Linked DNA regions of Mus musculus: region 1 is linked to region 2. A link is a contact called in public ChIA-PET data. All regions are on one chromosome and are shown on one strand. The core of a region is the stretch at or near the end of the contact, and the rest is flanking DNA. Distances in the headings are between cores, read along the strand shown.

Region 1 (4,395 bases), core at 1,327-3,826, 200 kb after region 2:
CTTTGACCTCCATATGAAAACTGTGGCATGAGCATGCTCACAGTCAATTGATGAGCCACTTAATCAATCAATGCATGCAATTTTTAAAAACCAAACCAACAATGACAGTGACTAAACAAACGAAAGAAGCCAGACTGGTCAGTGCATGGGGCTCAAGAGCTGTGTGTGGAGTAGTGAGTGGGCTTTTGGTTTGCTCTGCTTTTTGTGATATGGTTTCACCCTGTAGTCCGAGATGACATCATACGCTGAGTGGTCCCCCTGCCTCAGCCTTCCTGGTGCTGTGAGTATAGGAATCTCCTGCCACTGCACTGGATTGTAGTAGTGATTTTAAAGGTTGCAAAGAGCCAGGCAGGAAGTAAGGGAATTTGAGGATCTCTAGTGAGAAATGTGTCACATACTCTGTGTGCCAGGTGCTGTCACAGGATGGTGGCAGTGCGCAAGGCAGAGTTGTAGCTGTTTTTGTTTGTTTGTTTGGTTTTGTTGTTTTGTTGCTTTTGGGGGGGGGGAGTGGCTTACAGTTAGAGGGGATACAGTCTATGATGGCACAGAAGTCACAGTGGAGGCAGCAGGAATATGGGGTGTGTCTGCTTGTTCCCACCTCAACAGATCAGAAAGCAAATGGGGGAAGAGGAAGGAAGAAGGAGGGGGAGGGGAGGGAGAGGACTTTTTCCTTTTTTAATTCTGTTTGGGACCCCAGCCCGTAGACCTGTGCCCTCCATATTCAGGGCATTCCTTGCCCACATAAATTAACCAACCCTCTCTATAAACACCCCTGTGAACACACCCAAAGGCATGTCTCTCTAATCCCTAGGCATTCTTAATCCTGTTTGGTAGTGGATTTAGTCATCACTGTTGGGTTCCTAGCCTGAGGGCACAACTCTAGATTATTCACAGTAGGGATCACTGTGAAAACCCAAGTCAGTCTGGGCTTTCTTCACTGATTAAATATCTGAGGAGAAAGGAAAAAAGTTCTGGGCTCCCAGTCTCTCTGCTCCTGCAACTTGAAATCCCATCAATCTAGAGGAGGAAGTTCTAAGAGGGCAAGCTTCGTTTCACTTTAGGCAGGACAGGAAGCCAGGATGTGTAACTCCAGACAATTAACAAAACGGAATAAATAAATCCTTCAAAAGAGAGCTGAGACAAAAAGATGGCGGAGCGAGAGCTAACGCATGGCGTGGTGGTGCCTGCCTGTGCCCTCAGAGGTGGATAGGAAACAAACGGGAAGTCAGGTCAGTTTCGGCAAACTAGGAAGTTCAAGTCTAGCCTTGGCTACGCAGCAAGACCTTATCCCATTCAAAACAGATCAAAACACCCAATGAAGGTTTGATAACGTCTTAGCCACTTTCTCCCTCCTGTGATAAAACACCTGGAGAGAAGCAGCTTCAAGGAGGAAGGGTTGGTGTGGGTTTGCCGTTCCATCCTGGGGGAAGATGTGTCAGGGGCAGGGGAGAAGCTGGCCCCGTCACTTCCATAATAAGCAGAGGTGAAAGAATCCGCTAGAGCTTAGCTTGCTTCTCCATTCATGTAGTCCAGGATCCCCGGCCCAGGGAATGGTCCTGTGCACAACGAAGATGAGTCTTATGCATCAGTTAATGTAATTAAGACTCTCCAACAGGCTCGTTCATAGGCTCATCTCAGCAGGTGACTCCAGAGCCTATCAAGTGGACACCCAACGCTCCATCACAGTGACAAAGAGTAGGGCATTAAAACGGGGCTGGGGAAGATAGGCGTGCAGAGTGAAGGAAGAGTGGCCGAGCAGGGAGGAGATGAAAACCTTAGGGGTGAAAGACAGGTAGAGATGAAGGCCACGGAAAAGTCTGGAAAGGATGAAATCAGACTGAATGACGAAGTTTACCTAGAGAGGAAGTAAGTTCTAAGCCCCCAGAAGTGTAGGGAAATCGGCCCTCGACATCTGTCATTGCGCCGGAACCAACGTTGCCTGATGGCTGTTTTCTCCACGGGAAAGAGGAAGAGAGCAGGAGCAGCCTGGGGGGAGGGGGAGAGGGGGGCCTCCAGCGGGGCATTTCAGAGGCGGGAAGAGAACATCATCATCGGTGTAATGCTCTTCCCGACTCTGCATCAAGCTGCTGAGTGACCCACCGCGGGCAAACTCCCTTGTCAGCCTCCTGTGAGATGCACAACTCCTCTGGATCTTAGACATCTCCTTTCTCCAGTGCTTTTTTTAAAAAATACATTTAACACCTCATGAAAAACTGGAGTGCTGGGCTTAAAGACACGCACTACCACCGCCTGGCACTTTTGGGTAATATTCATTTGCCATGCCTCAATTCATGAAGAAACATCGCTTGGCGAGAAAATCCCAGCCGTTGGCAGCTGTAAGGTAAGCACCCCTGGGTCCCTCAAACTGCTTTAAGGACTGAACTTCAGAGAGAAGACACTGGAATTTACAGAGCCCACAAAGCCAGTTCGTCCCCTCCCCCATACTTCGTTTCCTAGAATCCAGTGGAATGGGCAGTGGAATGGTCAGAACATCTTTGCGATACTCTGGGCCAGATCGCCCCATCCCTCCGGCTCGCAAAGCTGAGCAGAGTGCAATGGCTTCTAGCCAGGCCTTTGCCCTGGGAACCTCAGACAGGAGGCCAGGGGGATGGGCAGCGAAGGCTTCCTGTGTGGTGCGGTTCTGCTGTGCCTCAAAGAACTGATGAGAATAGCACTTCACAGTCCTTTCATCTCGGGAGCGCAGACATTTTTAACCGACTGATAATTCCATTGTGCAGACAGGAGCACGAATCCGGAAGCAACAGAAGTGGGGCCTCAGCCACTCCGTGTGCTTAGCAGGAGCGAGGCTTCGCATTGCTGAGCTCTTCCAAAGTGTCCTCCCTGCACGAGGCCGCTGTTGACTAGGCTTTTATGCTAACAAGCCAGAAAGGCAGCCTGTACTGCCAGCGTCGTTTTATAAGGCAGCCCCACTGGAAGACGATATTTAAGGGTTATACCACAGCATTGATCTTCATAGAGTTGCTCCATCAACTGGGATCTCTAGCATCAAGCAAAAAGTAACCTTTAATGTTTTTTAATTACAGCTAGGAGATTTTAAATTTTAAATTTAGTTCGTTAATTGTCATTGTGCGCATGTGATATGTGTAGGCATGGTGGAGGTCAGGGGACCACAATGTGAGTCTGTTCTCTGCGTCCACTTTGTGTGGGTTCTGAGTACTGAACTCAGGTTGCCTGGCTTGCTTGGCGAGCTTAGTGTCTTTGCCGAGGGAGCCATGTCACAGCCTCACAAGACCATTTTTCCAGGAAGAAGCCTTCACTTGGAGTTAATTTATATAATCTTGTGAGAATGAATTAAGAGAATTCATTGTGTCCTCCTATACACAAGATTAAAAGCACCAAGTTTATATACAATAGCAGGCAAAGACACTGGCTGCCAATGACCTAAGTTCAATCCCTGGAACCCACGAGGTAGAAAGAGAGATCGTCTGAGAGTTAGCCCCTGGGCTCCACCATGGCATACACGCACACGCACACACACGCACACACATGTGTACCTTCTCACAACTATAAATATAGTAACACTCTAATATGATGGATGTGGACAAATTGCAAATCTACAAGAATAAATGTAATTTTTAAAAATTAAAAAAGCTGTGAGCATCCACTTCTGTATTTGCCAGGCACTGGCATAGCCTCACAAGAGACAGCTATATCAGGGTCCTGTCAGCAAAACCTCACAGTCATCTATTGGATGGAACACAGGGCCCCTAATGGAGGAGTTATAGAAAGTACCCAAGGAGCTGAAGGGGTCTGCAACCCTATTGGAGGAACAACAATATGAACTAACCAGTACTCCCAGAGCTCGTGTCTCTAGTTGTATATGTAGCAGAAGATGGCCTATTCGGCCATCAATGAGAGGAGAGGCCCTTGGTCTTGCAAAGATTATATGCACTAGTACAGGGGAATGCCAGGGCCAGGAAGCAGGAGTGGGTGGGTTGGGGAGCAGGGCAGGGGGGAGGGTATAGGGGACTCTTGGGATAGCATTTGAAATGTAAATGAAGAAAATATCTAATAAAAAATTGTTTTAAAAAATAAAAACGTCTCCCACTAAGTACACAAATATGAATACAAAATACTTAAGAATACTTAGGATATTTTCTTGGGCAAATTATGCATATTTCTCACCTATGTGGAATTGAGGTTTGTGCACTTGGGTACGTCTTAAGTAGAAAGGGGACTGAGATGGAGGGGGAAATCTTGAGTGGGAGACAAAGAAGCAGGATGAGACATGTGACATAAAAGCAAAAATGGGGGGCTGGTAAGATGGCTCAGTGGGTAAGAGCACCCGACTGCTCTTCCAAAGGTCTGGAGTTCAAATCCCAGCAACCACATGGTGGCTCACAACCATCCGTAACGAGATCTGATGCCCTCTTC
Region 2 (4,715 bases), core at 1,688-4,187:
TTGCCTCTCACGTTCTGAGAGCACACACACCCTCATTTCCCATCCTGAAACTCTGGCCCCAAGAACCTCCTCTACCTGGCAGCACAGGTCTCCTCAGGAAAGCAGTCACCTAGCTGTTCTGACCAGTTCTGAGAACGACTCACAGTAGGGATCTTGGAGCAACCAGAGTCCTACATCTTTGAAGTCTCTGTGGGACCTCAGGGGACGCTTCCCCTGCAAGGATCTAGCTACAATGCAGACTCTCTCAGTTCCTCAGCCCTTGGCTTGGATTGCAGCTCTGAGAGAAACACTCCTCAGGATTGGGTGGAGAGAAAACTCTCGCTGAATGTCGATGGTAAATAACCAACCAAGCTTTAAAATACTTGCTCTAGCCAGGGGTGATGGCACAAGCCTTTAACCCAGCTCTCAGAAGACAAAGGCAGGTGGATCTTTTGAGGTTGAGGCTAGCCTGGTCTACATACCAAATTTCACGGCAGCCAGAACTATAAAAGAGACCCAGTCTCAAAAAATAAAACATTTGCTTCCTGTCTGCCTTTTAGTACACCTAAAATAAAACAACAAACTTCTAGAGAGATTGGTCCCCATCCTGGCTTTTGTTTGTTTGTTTGTTTGTTTGTTTGTTTGTTTGTTTGTTTTTAGTTGGCATACAAAGCAATGGGTTGTCAGAGCAACGCTATATTACCCCTTCTTGTTTGTTCCATCCTCCATCCCCTTCTTGTTTGTTCCATCCTCCCTTTCTTTCTTTCTTTCTTTCTTTCTTTCTTTTTTTTTTTTTTTTTTTTTTTTGGTTTTTCAAGACAGGTTTTCTCTGTGTAGCTCTGGCTGTCCTGTAGACCAGGTTGGCCTCGAACACAGAAATCCGCCTGCCTCTGCCTCCCGAGTGCTGGGATTAAAGGCGTGTGCCACCACGCCCGGCTTCCATTTCATTTTTAAATGTTTTATTTTTTTTTGTACATGGGTGTTTCTCTGGCATATGTATGTTTACCACGTATATGTGGTGCCCTTGGATTCCAAAAGAGGGCATTGGATGCCCTGGAACTGGGGTTACAAATGTTGGCTACAGATTGTGAGCCACCATGTAGGTGCTGGGAATAAAACCCAAGTTCTCTGTGAGAGCAGCCAGTACTCTAACCACTGAGCAATCTCTCTATTCTGTTCACTTAAAGTGTGTCTTTCTCTCCATGCCCCCCCCCCCCACTTTCCTGGAGGCCTTGGGTTCAAACCCAGCACCTGACAGATGAGTTTCATTGCAGGAGCCAAGGAGACATACCAGGATGAGGTTAACTTGTCAGTCTTAGAAGCAAAAACTCACTGGAGGGGGGGGGGGAGGGGCGGGGATAAGCTTTAAAGACTCCATCCTTGTGGTCAAAGGTTAAAAGGTTAAAAGGTGCTCAGGGGCTGAGAGATGGCTCAGCAGTTAAGATCATTGACTGCTCTTCCAGAGGTACTGAGTTCAATTCCCAGCAACCACATGGTGGCTCACAACCATCTGTAATGAGATCTGATGACCTCTTCTGGGGTGTCTGAAGACAGCAACAGTGTACTCATAAAATAAATAAACAAATCTTTAAAAAAAAAAAATAGGGGCTGGAGAGGTGGCTCAGCGGGTAAGAGCACTGACTGCTCTTCCGAAGGTCCTGAGTTCAATTCCCAGCAACCACATGGTGGCACACAACCGCCCATGATGAGATCTGATGCCCTCTTCTGGTGCGTCTGAAGACAGCTACAGTGTACTTACATATAATAATAAATAAATAAGTCTTTAAAAAAAAAATAGGTGCTCAGAAGCAAAAACTGAGTGGCATGGCACATGGTGTGGCCTTGCAGAAGTGGAATCGTTTGTATGTGTCTGTCTGTCTGTCAATGTCCCTCATGGCGGGCTGTAAAATAAAAGAATTATGCTTAGCATCATCTAGCTCCAATTGAAAATGATGATTTATTTATCAGGCTCTGCGCAATTACTGGGGGATTACCCCTAATCTAATCCTCTAACCCTAGACTGGGTGCTTCCCCAGCTGTGGACCCCAAGCTGTTTGAATCTTTCTGAGTTATTTTCCTCCAGCAGGCTGCTGTTCTGGGGAGGCATTTCACTCCGTCCATCATGGCTAGTGGAGAGCTACTGTTCTCTCTGTCTTTTCTTCCTCCTCAGCTCCCTCCCCCTCCCCCTCATGGTCCCTACCTTCAAACCCCTCCACCTGGAAACTCGAAACTCCACCTCTCTCTATTCTCCCCAGTAATTGGTTGTAGACATTTTTATTTAACCAACGGTTTTAAATTGGGGAGTAGGGTTTGCACAACGAAGGCTGGGAATTTGCCCCTCTTGGGACAACCATATCTTGGGATACAGAATTTAGCATTTGAATATATAACAGCATCAGACCCACCCCCAACAGTGGGCACAACCTAATCTGAAAAGAAGTCTAGCTGCTTGGGTCATGGCTGTTTCTTTATTTCGGGGACCTACTTAGCCACTGTCTGACTTTCACTCCCTAGGACTGGGCTCAGGAACAAACAGTTTAAGCGTATGAAACTGATTGCCGAATTTAGCTTAAAGACTTTTAATTTTAGCTTTTCACTTCTGTCTTTTTTTGGGGGTGGGGGTGGGGGAGGTTGTTCTTTATAACTTTCCACGGGTTATTTTTAGCACCTAAACACTTCCTGTCCATTGTAAGAATGACACCGTCCTGGGGAGCCCAGGAAGCAAAACCAAGCGGTGGCCCTCACTGTTCTGGGTGGTTTGCTATACACGTTTCCGTGGCCGCTTCTGTCAATGTGGCTTTGGGTTTTGTTTTGTTTTTTTAACTGTGGAGATGTTTGTTAAGACATACAAAAGTAAAGTGGGTAGCATACCGAACCTTTACACCATGGAGCCAGGGAGATAGGTGGTTCAACACGCACACACAGAGGCCCAGTGTCCAAGGCTTAACACTCATGTTAGCTCCCACATGGTGGAAGAGAGAGCCAGTTCCCAAAATTCTTCTGAGCTCCACCTACCCGATGAAGTGCGTACACGCTCTCTCAAACACACAACCAAATAAATACAATGTAATATAATTTTTATAACCTTATATTTGTATGTCTCATTTCTAACTCTTCCCTGTTTCTCCCCCCCCCCCTTTGGGGCTAATTCTCAATAGGACATTTCACTCAGATATGTCAGTACACATGTCTACAAGTCAACTGATAGTTATTTTAAAATTTTTATTACATTTAGTTATCAGTGCTGTATGTGTGTGCAAGCATGCACACATGGAGATCAGAGGACAGTTTGCAGGAGCCTGTGTGCTCCTTCTACTGAGTTGGTAGGACTTCAGCCCGCATCCTGCCCTGTGACAGCTTGACAGGATGGCAAAGGTTATATGGATTATTTTTAGAATCTGATGTATTGGTACCTCATTCATCATAAATGCATGTTTCAGGCCAGTGAGATGTCTCAGAGACTAAAGGTTCCTGCCACCAGCCCTAATAGCCTGAGATCATCTTGGAACCCAGATAGCTGAAGGAGAGAAACCAGCTCACAAGTTTTCCATTGACCTACACATGCACAGTGTGGCTCATGTGAACCTGCACACATGTGCACAAGCTTATACATGCAAAGTACATAGAATTTAAAAATGTTGTCCAAACTCAGGATGGTGTTCTGTTGCCTAGGATACACAAAGTACCCAGGTTCACCCGCTAATACCATGTAAGTCAGGCGTGGTTACACACACCTGTAACCCATCTGTTGGTGGGTTGGCCTGATGCTGCTTATATTCTGATGCTAATTTGAGCCCCCAAAACTGGTTATCCAGAGACAGAGAGTCCCCATGTAGATGCTAGCTGCACCCTTCCCCCAGTTAATTGTGATTGGTGAATAAATATGACAACAGACAATAGCTGGGCAGAAGAGACATGGGTCCTCACGGGCTTGGGTCCTTCCTGTTGACTTCTCGGCCCACATTATTAACCACACAGTGCTCTTTGTTTGTGGAAGAACTTAACACAGATGGTCTTAGACGTTTAATTATTCTCCTCCATCTGTGTTAGAACTGCCTTCACTGGAACAAAAATTTGTGTAAGATAAATACTAAAATAAGTACTTGCTCATAAAAACCGTATCTCCATCATGGGCTTCCAGGGTTGCCCGTAGCAAGTTCTGTCAAAATAAAGTTATGAAATTGATTGTAATTCTTTGGGAGATAGTATACATTGTACATAGAAATACAAAAAATAAGGGTAGATTTCTGAGACAAGGTCTTACGTGACCCAGGCTGGCATGAATCTCAGTGTAGACCACTCATGGCTTGAATCTCCTTATCTTTCTCCTTGGTATTGGGAGCACAGACATGTGCCACCATGCCTGGCTTGGAGAATCTTTGAGGCTAAGATAATAAATATTTATTGTATACATTGACCATATTTATGGTATTGAGGAGGAAACCGGATAAAAAGTTAAGAGCATTTACTCCAGTTCAGATAAACTCCTTGCCTGGCTTTACTTAGAAGGGACAGAGACGCCCCGAGGCTGTCCTCAGGCCTTTTCTCACCTCTAGGGAGATGTCTGACTTGATGACCTGTGTCGCAGACCTGCACTCCAACAAGCAGAACCCAGAAGAGGAGAACGCTACTTAAATCCTTTGGCAATGTATAGTTTACAGTGCGTGAGCCTAGCCTTGGGGTGTCTAAGCCAAGGTCATGCCATATCCACCATTATCTAGCTCATCTCCATCCTG

The links. ChIA-PET counts read pairs in DNA pulled down with a chosen protein or histone mark.
Region 1: a contact with region 2 is called in an RNA polymerase II ChIA-PET map of effector CD8 T cells, with 8 read pairs. The contact joins two enhancer-like sites. A contact is called at or near these places in 1 of 484 Hi-C or Micro-C datasets (centroblasts), 2 of 115 datasets of contacts at active chromatin or transcription factors (effector CD8 T cells and embryonic stem cells) and 2 of 9 other capture datasets (adipose tissue and liver).

What each region holds. Positions count from the first base shown.
Region 1 is chr6:145,301,130-145,305,524 of GRCm38.p6, forward strand. No RefSeq gene overlaps it. Among named protein-coding and RNA genes, the nearest start is that of Gm38926, 45 kb to the right of the region's middle. Within about 2 kb of position 2,577, at least 173 of the 459 cell types and tissues checked have an H3K27ac peak or open chromatin away from gene starts, as enhancers often do. A contact at or near this core is called in effector CD8 T cells, where this site is marked.
Region 2 is chr6:145,098,469-145,103,183 of GRCm38.p6, forward strand. No RefSeq gene overlaps it. Among named protein-coding and RNA genes, the nearest start is that of Lrmp, 21 kb to the right of the region's middle. Within about 2 kb of position 2,938, at least 64 of the 459 cell types and tissues checked have an H3K27ac peak or open chromatin away from gene starts, as enhancers often do. A contact at or near this core is called in effector CD8 T cells, where this site is marked.